Linked DNA regions of Ovis aries: region 2 is linked to region 1. Evidence: chromatin contacts called from public Hi-C data. All regions are on one chromosome and are shown on one strand. The core of a region is the stretch at or near the end of the contact, and the rest is flanking DNA. Distances in the headings are between cores, read along the strand shown. Region 1 overlaps LRP4 (LDL receptor related protein 4). Region 2 overlaps CSTPP1 (centriolar satellite-associated tubulin polyglutamylase complex regulator 1).

Evidence for each region. A called contact is a pair of places that touch in the nucleus more often than the background predicts.
Region 2: a Hi-C map of muscle shows a contact between it and region 1, with 6 times the contacts expected there. The contact joins two enhancer-like sites. A contact is called at or near these places in 12 of 16 Hi-C or Micro-C datasets (blood, hypothalamus, liver and 6 more).

Annotation. Positions count from the first base shown.
Region 1 is chr15:75,737,914-75,743,590 of ARS-UI_Ramb_v3.0, reverse strand. LRP4 (LDL receptor related protein 4) reads left to right here. Exons shown (of 38, transcript XM_060400078.1): 13 at 255-411; 14 at 1,484-1,701; 15 at 1,862-2,038; 16 at 2,426-2,548; 17 at 4,415-4,623; 18 at 4,798-4,879; 19 at 5,646-5,677. Among named protein-coding and RNA genes, the nearest start is that of LRP4, 26 kb to the left of the region's middle. Within about 2 kb of position 2,155, at least 11 of the 54 cell types and tissues checked have an H3K27ac peak or open chromatin away from gene starts, as enhancers often do. A contact at or near this core is called in muscle, where this site is marked.
Region 2 is chr15:75,973,879-75,979,058 of ARS-UI_Ramb_v3.0, reverse strand. The region is part of intron 5 of CSTPP1 (centriolar satellite-associated tubulin polyglutamylase complex regulator 1); the gene reads right to left. Among named protein-coding and RNA genes, the nearest start is that of ARFGAP2, 25 kb to the left of the region's middle. Within about 2 kb of position 2,753, at least 7 of the 54 cell types and tissues checked have an H3K27ac peak or open chromatin away from gene starts, as enhancers often do. A contact at or near this core is called in muscle, where this site is marked.

The DNA of each region.
Region 1 (5,677 bases), core at 906-3,405:
TGAGAGGAGGAGACGCGTGACCTTGGATGGTTGCTTTTCTCTTTGCCTCAGTTGCTTCCATCCTCATGGGGATTGTTATAGCACCTAACTCACACGGTTGTTGTGACAATTCAAGGCAAAACATGTGTTTGTAAAATGGTGAGAAGAGTGCCTGGCCCAAGAAACAGCTTCGTGCAAGTGTTGCCCTTGTTTCTATAGCACACAGGGGCCCTGGCTGAACCGCTGACACTCTTTCCATGGCCTCTTTCCACCAGGGGGCCTGGCTGTGGACTGGGTCCACGACAAACTCTACTGGACCGACTCGGGGACCTCAAGGATTGAGGTGGCCAACCTGGACGGGGCCCACCGGAAGGTGCTGCTGTGGCAGAACCTAGAGAAGCCCAGGGCCATCGCCTTGCACCCCATGGAGGGGTGAGCGAGTTGTGGCTCCAGCTGCCACATTCCTCTTACGACCTTTAGGGACAGTTCCTCTGTCACCTGTGCCAGACTTTACTGGGGGGGCCAGGGGACCTCACAGTGTGGTGTTAATAGCCTTGGCTCTGCACCCAGATGCACCTGGGTTTCCAGCTCTTCGGTAACTGACTGTATGGCCTTGGGGCTAGTTCATCTCTCTAGGCTCCCATTTTACTCATTTCTAAACTGGTAATAAAAATACACCTACCTCACAGCTGTGTGAAGATGAAGTGAGGTGATGCATTTTAAATGGCATGACACACATTATATAAGTGGTAGCCGTTTAGTATTTTTGTTATTAGTTTATAGGGTTGAGCGAATTAATAAAAATTAGTAATTTTATTAGTAGAAGAAAGGTCTTTTGCGGGGGAAGTTATTTGCCTCTGGCTTTTAAAAATTAAGTGCAATCAATTGAGAGGGGTGTCTTCTAAGATCCTACAGTTAGTTATAGGTGAGCTGTTTTAGAAACATAGTGTGGGGTGTGTGTGTGCGTGTGCAGGTGTGAAAATTACAAAAGGCAGTGGCAGAGGCTGTGACCAAGAAGAAAATTCTTGTCCTAAGTAGTAGCCCGCTAGTATTTTTTGCAGTTTCACAAGGTCAGGATTTTCATCTCTTTTGTTCACTGCCATGCTCTCAGTGCGAAAAGATATGCTCATCTCATAGCAGATGCTCCAAAATATTTTTGTTAAATGAATACATTCCCTGTCTAGAGACATTTAAATTCAAGCATCAAGGGACTTCCCTGGTGGTCCCGTGATTAAGATTCCGTACTTCCAATGCAGGGGGCGTGAGTTGGATCCCTGGTCAGGGAACTGAGGGCCCACATGCCATGCGATGTGGCCAAAACAATGTTTAATAATAATAAAATAAATAAGTCAAACATTGAAAAATTGTAAACCCAACAGAATGTGTTGCCTACCAGTTGGAGTCCCTGGGTGGAATCGCTAAGAGCCCTCTGCCTGATTACTGTGCTGGGCACCTTACCTGCCCTCTACTACCTGCCTCTCAATGCCCTTTTCTCTCTTCCCAGGACCATTTACTGGACAGACTGGGGCAACACCCCCCGCATCGAGGCCTCCAGCATGGATGGCTCTGGCCGACGCATCATCGCTGATACTCATCTCTTCTGGCCCAACGGCCTCACCATTGATTATGCCGGGCGCCGTATGTACTGGGTGGATGCTAAGCACCACGTCATTGAGAGGGCCAATCTGGACGGGAGTCACCGCAAGGCTGTCATTAGCCAGGGTGAGGCCCTTCCTTTACTCTCCTTCATCCCTTGTTCTGCTTACCCTGTCCCAGCCCCCAGAAGCCTTTGGCAGAGGGTGAGATTTGTACAGATGCCCGGCCTGGGCTCCGGGGCTGGGCAGGCCATGTGTAACCTGAGGTCCTCTTGGACTTTCCCCAGGCCTCCCGCATCCCTTTGCCATCACGGTGTTTGAAGACAGCTTGTACTGGACAGACTGGCACACCAAGAGCATCAATAGTGCCAACAAATTTACTGGCAAGAACCAGGAGATCATTCGCAACAAACTCCACTTCCCCATGGACATCCACACCCTGCACCCCCAGCGCCAGCCTGCAGGTAAAAAAACGCTCACCTAGTGAGCTTCCAGTGCTTCTGAGAACCTTCCTTGTACCTGTCAACAGTTGCCAGGGTTTCCAGCAAGGAAATTTAAGGTTGGCGCTGGTGTGGACTCATTCCGCCCTCTGCTGGACCTGTAGGGTACAACATGGAGACTTAGGAAAGACTCATACTGCTTTGCTATCCCCCATCTAATTCATGCAAACATTTCCTGTGTATCAGGTATTCACTCTGCTCATAGGTGGGGGCAGATATACAAAATAAGAAGACACAGTTTCTTCCTTCAGGAAGATCATGCCTTTGCTAAACCCCCACTCACTAGCCCTGGGACTCCTTCTGCCAACCTTTGGCCTCACCTGACCCTCTCGCTCTGGGCTTTTTGAGCAGGGAAAAACCGCTGTGGGGACAACAACGGAGGCTGCACCCACCTGTGTCTGCCCAGTGGACAGAACTACACTTGTGCCTGCCCCACCGGCTTCCGCAAGATCAGCAGCCATGCCTGTGCCCAGAGTAAGTGGGTTTAGGGCCCCTGCCTCAGTGGACCTGCCTTGTGAGGGTGGGTGGAGCGAACAACGGGGAGGAGTTTGGGAATTGCCTGGCTAGGGGAGGAGCCAGCTCCTCAGGCAGCCCCTGGAGAGGAAGAAGGCAAGGAGCTGAGGGCTCCACTGTCAAAGCCCCTGAGGGCTCAGGGACACCGCAGAGTCAAGCATGAACCCCTGCAGACAGGTTCGTGGGTCATTTCACCCAGGACACTTTGTCTCTAGGCAGCAGAAGGTTTCCAGACCCTTCTATAAAGCAAGGGAATGGTTCCGTATCTCTTTACCTTTGGGCTTCCCTGGTGGCTCAGACGGTAAAGCGTCTGCCTGCAATGTGGGAGATCCAGGTTCGACCGCTGGGTCGGGAAGATCCCCTGGAGAAGGACATGGCAACCACTCCAGTATTCTTGCCTGGAAAATTCCATAGACAGAGGAACCTGGTAGGCTATGTAGTCCACGGGGTCGCCAAGAGTTGGACACGACTGAGTGACTTCCCTTTTACCTCTAGCATCACCCTAAAGACTGTCTTAGCCCCTAAACCAGAAAGTAAGGTAAAGACATCTGATGATGCTCTGTATACAGAGCCCAGGATAAGTAAGTGTCTAGTGAGTGAAAGGTGATGGGTTCCTTGGGAGCTCCCTGAACTGCTGCTTTGTTAGGCTTCCTTTGAGCTCCTGAAGGTGTATTGCCTTGAGAGGTGGGCCTTGTCTAGCTCAGAGGCGCAGGTGATTTTTTTTTCCTAAGAATAGTCCAGAGAGGAGTGATCCAGCTGGGTGGTACACCCAGCCAGGGGCTGGGGAGATGCTTCGCACATCACGGCTCTTCTGTTACTGCTGCGTGCCTGCCGCCTCCCTTGTCTCTGGTGAAAATAAAATTTCTCTCAGGACCTAGGTCCTTTCCAGAGAGTGAAATCAGGGAAACTATTCCAGGGAACAGAGGCAGGAGTCATTCAACGCACTTTGAATTGAGAACCTTGTTTCCTTGCATTCTCCTGTGCCCAGCTCTTCCCATGTGGTCTTGATGAGATGCAAGGAACTTCCCCCTGAAAGAAGTTCAGTTGATAAAGTGACGCAGGAAGTGCCTTTCTAAGCAGAATAGCAGACTAGAAAATATTCAGACAGACCAGAATAGGGGCAGAGGATGGAGAAGAGCCAGCTGGGAAAATGCTGAATAGGAGTGTGGCCAGAACTTCACCTTTGAAGTCAGACCTGAGTTCAAGTCCCCTGCTCTGGGGCTTGGTAGCTGTGGGATCCTGAGCCAGTTCCTGGGCCCCTGTTAGCCTCTGGATCGTTGATCCAGGAAATGAGAATAAGAATAGTGTGAACCACAAAGGACTGTTAGGGGGGTAAAGGAGACAAGGCAAAGGAAACAGGAAGCTCAGCGCCAGGCAAGGAGCAGGTACTCAGCAAATAGTCATTACTGGCCGAGTCACGAAGAGCGTAGAGGAAGGGGTCTTAGACCATGCAGTGGAGCAGAAGTCCTGAAGCAGATGCAGAAGGCAGAGCGGTGGGGTGGGGGCTTGACAGAGATCTAGCCCAGTGCACTAGGTGAGCCTGAGCAAAGAGAGCAGAGGAGAGTTGAGAAGCGGCTGACAGACACTTAAACAGGATACCCTTCTGGGCCCTGGTGGCGTCTATTTCCACCGGCTCCTCAAGTCTGATGGTGCCAGCATGGGCTGCCCAGTGCTCAGAGGGGGTCTGAGGTGTGAAGCGTAGGGGACAAAGGGCACCAGACCCCAGGAAGTGTGGTTGAACCAGATGTCCCGCAGGCGAGCGTCTGTGTCTGCCACTGTTACTGGATTTAGAGCATTAAAAGAAGACCCCTTTCGGCCTTTGATCAGGTCTTGACAAGTTCCTGCTTTTTGCCCGAAGGATGGACATCCGTCGGATCAGCTTCGACACAGAGGACCTGTCCGACGATGTCATCCCACTGGCTGACGTGCGCAGCGCTGTGGCCCTTGACTGGGACTCCCGGGATGACCATGTGTACTGGACAGACGTCAGCACTGACACCATCAGCAGGGCCAAGTGGGATGGAACGGGGCAGGAGGTAGGGCCGGACATGGGGCACAGGCCCTCGGGGAGGGCCGGGCGGGAGGGGTGGGATTCACCCTTTCCCAGGGAAGGGCCTCCCAGACCTTTGCCAGCCTGCGAGTTGCTGGCGTTTGGGCCCCAGAGCTGGGGTGCAAGTCCGGTTGGTGATACAGTCTTGCTTCCCACCTAGGTGGTAGTGGATACTAGTTTGGAGAGCCCGGCAGGCCTGGCCATTGACTGGGTCACCAACAAGCTGTACTGGACAGATGCAGGTATGTAGAGTGCGCGTGTGGCCTGACACGCTGGGATTTCTTATTTAGAACCCAGCTCGGAAGGACCTAGTGCCCCTCCTAGCCTGTTTCTGTCTTGGCCTGAAGGCCTTGGTCGGTCAGGAGTGGTTGGGCTGCTGCAGAACTGAAACTAGAAGCTCGCATCTGAGGGTTTGGCATTTCCCACTCAAGTGGCAGCCGCTTCTGCTGTGCAGCTGATGCTTGAGAATGCTTTGAGGCATTTCAGATGAGAAGCCTACACCCTGTGGTTTTCCTTCCATCACTATCTTGGTGAAAGAGGCATTTTCTATTAGGCAGGTAAGTGTGGGAGGCAGGGAGAGTACCTTAAATGAGAGCTACTCAAAGTGTGGTCCCTGGACCAGCAGCGTCAGTATCACCTGGGAACTTGTTAGAAACGCAGATTCCTGGGCCCCGCCCCAGACCTGCTCAGTCAGAATCTCTGGGGCTTAGGAATCCATATTTTCACAAGCTCTTCTGGTTCTTAGGCACAGTAAAGTTTGAGAAGCATGGCCTTAAATTATCAGAATGCGTTACTTGGGTTGAAGAAGCCTTAGTCTTCCGAGCAACGGAGCTAATCAGTTCCTTGAATTTCTTCTTGAAATTCAGGTCCCTCCATACTCATTGCTTTTATCACAAAGTATTTCTTGAGGATTTGCGGCACAGCGAGCTCTGTGCTGGGCATGGAAGGTAAGAGGGTGAATGACCAAGACTAGAGTTGACATCTTTGCTCGCACTGACTTCTTGGTAGGGACAGACCGGATTGAAGTGGCCAACACGGAC
Region 2 (5,180 bases), core at 1,504-4,003, 230 kb before region 1:
GGACTTATCCTTTCAGAGTGCACAGGGCGGTGTGTTCACAAAGCTGCACAGTCACCAGCCCCATCTAATTCCAGAAGCGGTCATTCTTGCTGATCGGCCTGCTCCCGGCCACGCCAGGGCTGCCAGGCGAAGCGCCGTAAGCATCTCCCCTTCTCAGCCACAGCCAGGACTGTTGGCTGCGGAGGGCCTGCCCTTCCAGCCCCAGAACTGGCCGCCGCTCTCCATCAGCAGCCAGGCTTGACTGTCAACACCAGCTCCCTCTTTTGAGATGGGCGGCTGGAGAAGAGAGAGGGCACAGCCCTCGGAGGTGTCAGGGTGAAGCAGGGCAAGCCCGGCGTGTGCTCTGCTTTGACCCCTGCTCCTCGGGGGGCTGACACGTGGATGGGGCTAGTTGGGGGAGGCAGGCGGTGCAGGGGCTTTCTCTCTGAGGGACAGGTAGCCGGACCCTCGCAGCACATGCGCGTGGGACTGAAGTGTTTTCCTGACTGCAGGCAGTGGGCCTGGCTGACAGAGAAGCCAGTTGGGTCTCAGCTGTCATTGTCAGCCCTGCTCCTCTGCTCAGCCGGAAGCCTGGGAGTCCTCCTGACATCTGGGAAACGCCCTCTCTTGCCCACCACGTATCAACCAATCACCCGGTCCAATCAGTCCTGTTCCAGAGGTTTCTCTGGAATCTGTCTACTCGTTTCCACTTCCACGGCCCCCACTGATGCCCACGTCCACCTCCTCTTCCAGGACAACTGGACGACCTGCTACCTGGCTTCTGGTAACACTTTTGCCTCCTTCTAATTGGGTATCCATACTGTGGTCAGAAAAACTTTTTTTTTAAATTAAATTTATTTTTGAATGAAGGATAATGGCTTTACAATATTGTGTTGGTTTCTGCCAAACATCAACATGAATCAGCCATCAGTTCAGTTCAGTTCAGCTGCTCAGTCGTGTCTGACACTTTGCAACCCCATGGAGTGCAGCATGCCAGGCTTCCCTGTCCATCCCCAACTCCTGGAGCCTACCCAAACTCATGTACAGCGCACTGGTGATGGCAATCCAACCATCTCACCCTCTGTCATCCCCTTCTCCTCTCGTCTTCAATCTTTCCCAGCATCAAGGTCTTTTCCAATGAGTCAGTTCTTCACATCAGGTGGTCAAAGTATTGGAGTTTCAGCTTCAGCATCAGTCCTTCCAATGAATATTCGGGACTGATGTCCTTTAGGATGGACTGGCCGGATCCCCTTGCAGTCCAAGGGACTCTCAAGAGTCTCCTCCAACTCCACAGTTAGGTTTACCTATGTTCCCTCCTTCTTGAACTTTCCTCCTACCTCCTTCCCCATCCCACCTCTCTAGGTTGTCATAGAGCCCCGGTTTGAGTTTCCTGAATCATATAGCAAATTCCCATTGGCTATTGGGCTTCCCTTGTGGCTCAGCTGGTAAAGAATCTGCCTGTAATGTGGAAGACCTGGGTTCGGTCCCTGGGTTGGGGAGATCCCACTCCAGTATTCCGACCTGGAAAACTCCATGGATCGTATAGTCCATGGGGTCACAGAGAGTCGGACACAGCTGAGTGCCTCTCGCTTTCACTTTTCATCTGTTTTACATATGGTGGTATACAAGCTATTTTACATATGGCAGGATACATGCTATTTTACATATGGCAGGATACATGCTATTTTACATATGGCAGGATACAAGCTTCCATGCTGCTTTCTCCACTCATCTCACCCTCTCCTCCCTCCCAGAAAGACCTTTTTAAAAATGCGAATTAAAAAAATAAAATAAAAAATAAAATAAAAATGCGAATTTGACTGTTTTGCAAGCCAGTTTTAAACACTTTATGGGCTTCCCCTTGTCCTTAGAGCAACGTCTCCCATCCTTATCCTGGCTTATGAGCCTGTATGCCCTGCCCTTGGCCCCCGCTCGCCTTTCTGGACTCACAGGAGGCCCCAGTCAGTGTCCCCCACGACGCTCCAGCGTGGCGGGGAGGGCACACGGTAGGCCCTCAGCCAGTGTTAGTTGAACGAGAGGGAAAGTGTGAACTCATAACTAACAGCGGTGCGGCACCCTTCTCTTTTCTCCTGGCAAGGTGGCATCCAGGCACTATTTAAGAGGGTGGTTTATTTAAGAGGGACGAGCTAGAGTCACAGAACAGGGGGTCGGCGAGGCGGAATCTGCAAACCAGGATGTCAGCTGACGACTACCTTCAGATCCTTTAGTGGGAAGAGAGGATGAAGGGTAAGTGGCGCTGGGCCACGGCTCTTGAAGGGCTGCCTCTGAGGGAGACGCCACAGGGTTCTGGGAGACTGCCTCCAGAAGACTGGAAGCCGCCCAGCTCTGGGATGATGGCTGCTTTGAGAGCGAGTGAGCTGCCTGCTGCTGGAGATATTCAAGCGGAATACTTCCCCAAAGTCTGAGCGGGCTTCTTCTGGCTCTGACAGAAGGGCACCCCAAGGGCGGAGAGAACTAACATCTGGTAACTCTGGTCTCACTGGGGAGAAGTTTGCTGTTGAAAAACCTCACAAAAAGGTGCTTTTAGAAACACGGAATGCCACACCATCCATCTCCAGACTAGTGCTGTGACCCGTAAGAGTCCTGGGCATCTGGCACCGGGATCTCACAACTGTGGAGAGAGGCAGGCAGGAGGCTGCGGCTCTGTCTCTGCCCGTGGTGACTGTGATGACCCCAGGCTGTGGGCCCTTCACCTCACCGACAGCGGCTCCACCCTGAACTCGAACCTGGCCCCACCCGCTTGAGGGTCAGGAGGAGGAGTTTCCTGGCTCGACACCCCTTCCTGCCAGAGGCCTTCTGCTAATGTGCCAGCCGCTCCTGACACCTGGAGGAGAGGGGCCCGCTCCAGCTTTGAAGCGGAGCCAGCAGGGAGCGGCTGCCAGCGAGAGTCTGTACTGGGTCAGGGAGGGACCCTGGCATGCCAGCCTCGGGGCTGGAGAGAGGGGGCTCTAGGGGAGAAGGAGAGGCTGGCTCTGAGCAGAAACATGTGGAGGGTGGAGTCCAGGGCAGCGGCTGGAATGGAGAAAGAAAAGAGCGCTTGGCAGGGTCTGAGCCCGTCCCGAGGGGGCTGGCTGTTCTTGCCCTCCCATGCTGACTTCCAACAGCTGGGATGGGCTGGCTGGCTGGACATTTGGTGGGTGCCAACGAAGCAACAGTTTTCAGCCTGAATCTGCGACTTGCCAACTTCCTATCTCCCTTAAAGGTCAGCATCCCCGGGTTGAGTGGCAGAAGATGTATTGTTTTGTTTTGTTTTGCAGGGATCCAATCCCACCCAGCTCTAGAACTCCCTGCCCAAGTTTCCTTTTCTCGGCAAGTCACGTTTTCTCTTGGAGCTTTAGTTTCCTCATCTGTAGAGGAGATAATTCTAGTTACCAATTCACAGGATTCTGGTGAAGATTCAATATGGTGATACGCTGCGTCTATTCTACTGTTATATATTACTGGTATATCTACTGTTATATATTACTGGTATACAGAGTAATGACTCAAAATCAGTGTTAGCTGCCATCCATAAGTGTGTTCTAGCTGGTTTCAGGTGATGGAAGAGCTCAAAATAGCGAATAAAAATATAGCTCAGAGGAAGTGCAGCCAGTGCCTGGCCGGGCACAGGCTCTCAGGCGGAAGCGAGCTATCCTGTTTCAAGTCCACTTCTGGGGGGCCGCTGGGGCTGGCGAGAAGCCTCCCATGCCGGCACTTCCTCTGGGAGGTCACATAAGCTGCACTGTTCATGGGTGAAGGTGAGGGGTGTCTCCAGGCCTGTATGGGATCCCGGGACACCTCCGTGGAGTCTGCCTTAATGTCAGGGCCATGAGCGAGGGCGAAGCCACAGCCTGGCTGCCTTCTCCAGGTATCACCACAGTTCTCTGCAACACTTCCTTAGGGCTGCCCGCCCCCGGGGCTGCACTGGAGACGCCCCCTGCGCGGCAAGAGCTGCTTCCAGTCCAGGCCCTCCGAGCAGCGTGGGGCCGTCCAGGTTGTGGTCTCCCCGGGCTCCGGGCCGCACTTCCGGCCCCTGCCCTGCAGTGCCTGAGAAGCTGGACCCAGAGACCCTGGGCAGCAGCAACGACTACAGCTACACAGCGTCCAGTAAGGGCTTGCTTGGTTAGCGCTGTGCGTCCGGCATTGCACTTTCTTTCCCGTTGATCCTCTGATGTGAGATCGATGGATATCTTCACTGAGAACACAGGGGCTCAGAAACTTGACCAGGGCTTTCAAGCCAGAAGCAAAAGAGCTGTAATTTGAACCCAGGCCTCTCTGACTCTAGTCACAGCTCCTGGGCCAGCTGCAGCTGCTCCAGGTGAGACGTGGCCGTGACGCCTTCCACCGGGGGTGGTGCTGTCCCTTCTCCCACTCCTGTAGAGCTGCAGCCCCCAGGCGGGCCGGACACCGAGGCCTGGACGCTGCTTCTTCCTTGCAGATGCCATGAAGGCCCCGCTCGGCCATTTCGGCTCCATGATCCTGGTCTCTCCCCAGAAGCCTCGTAGCTGGGGCTGGGGGCAACTGTTCCACTCTCCACATCCAGTGCGTGGCCTGTGAGGAACCTCCCTTCTTCTCCCAGCTCCCCCGCTCCTCAAACTCCAGGCCCCCTGGCTCCCCCACCCAAGTCCTCACTGGCTCCTTTCCAGGTTGCTTACTTGCCCGAGACGGCCTTTTGCTCTCCCTGCTCCCTTCCTAAATCCTGCCCACCTTCTTCCTTTCACTTGTTTTTCTCTTTTTTATATTTTGAATTACAAAAGCATGATAACACATTTACAGGACGCTTGGAAAGTACATATCAAAGTTACATAATAGCTTCACTATATATTACAACTACTTTTTAAGTAGATAAATTAAGATTTTTAGTTGGAGTTTCAATATCAAACTCTCAAAAGTAATAGAATGAATACAGAAAAGTCGAAGGATGGAGTAGAGCTGAAAAGCACCGTGGACCAGTTCGACACAAAGCTGGCACAATTTTCACGCAACAGTAGGGTATAAATTCAAGCCACCACAGATCGGGAAACTAGAAGACACTGGGACACATCCAGGGACATAAACCAAGGTGGAAAAGCTTCGTGGTTTAAAGGCATTGAAATCACACAGAGTGTTCTTTTATCCACACCTTTTGCATTTTAAATGCACTATTTAAAACTTCAGAGAATTACACTGAATAACAGAAAAAGCATCTGTGTACCCACTAG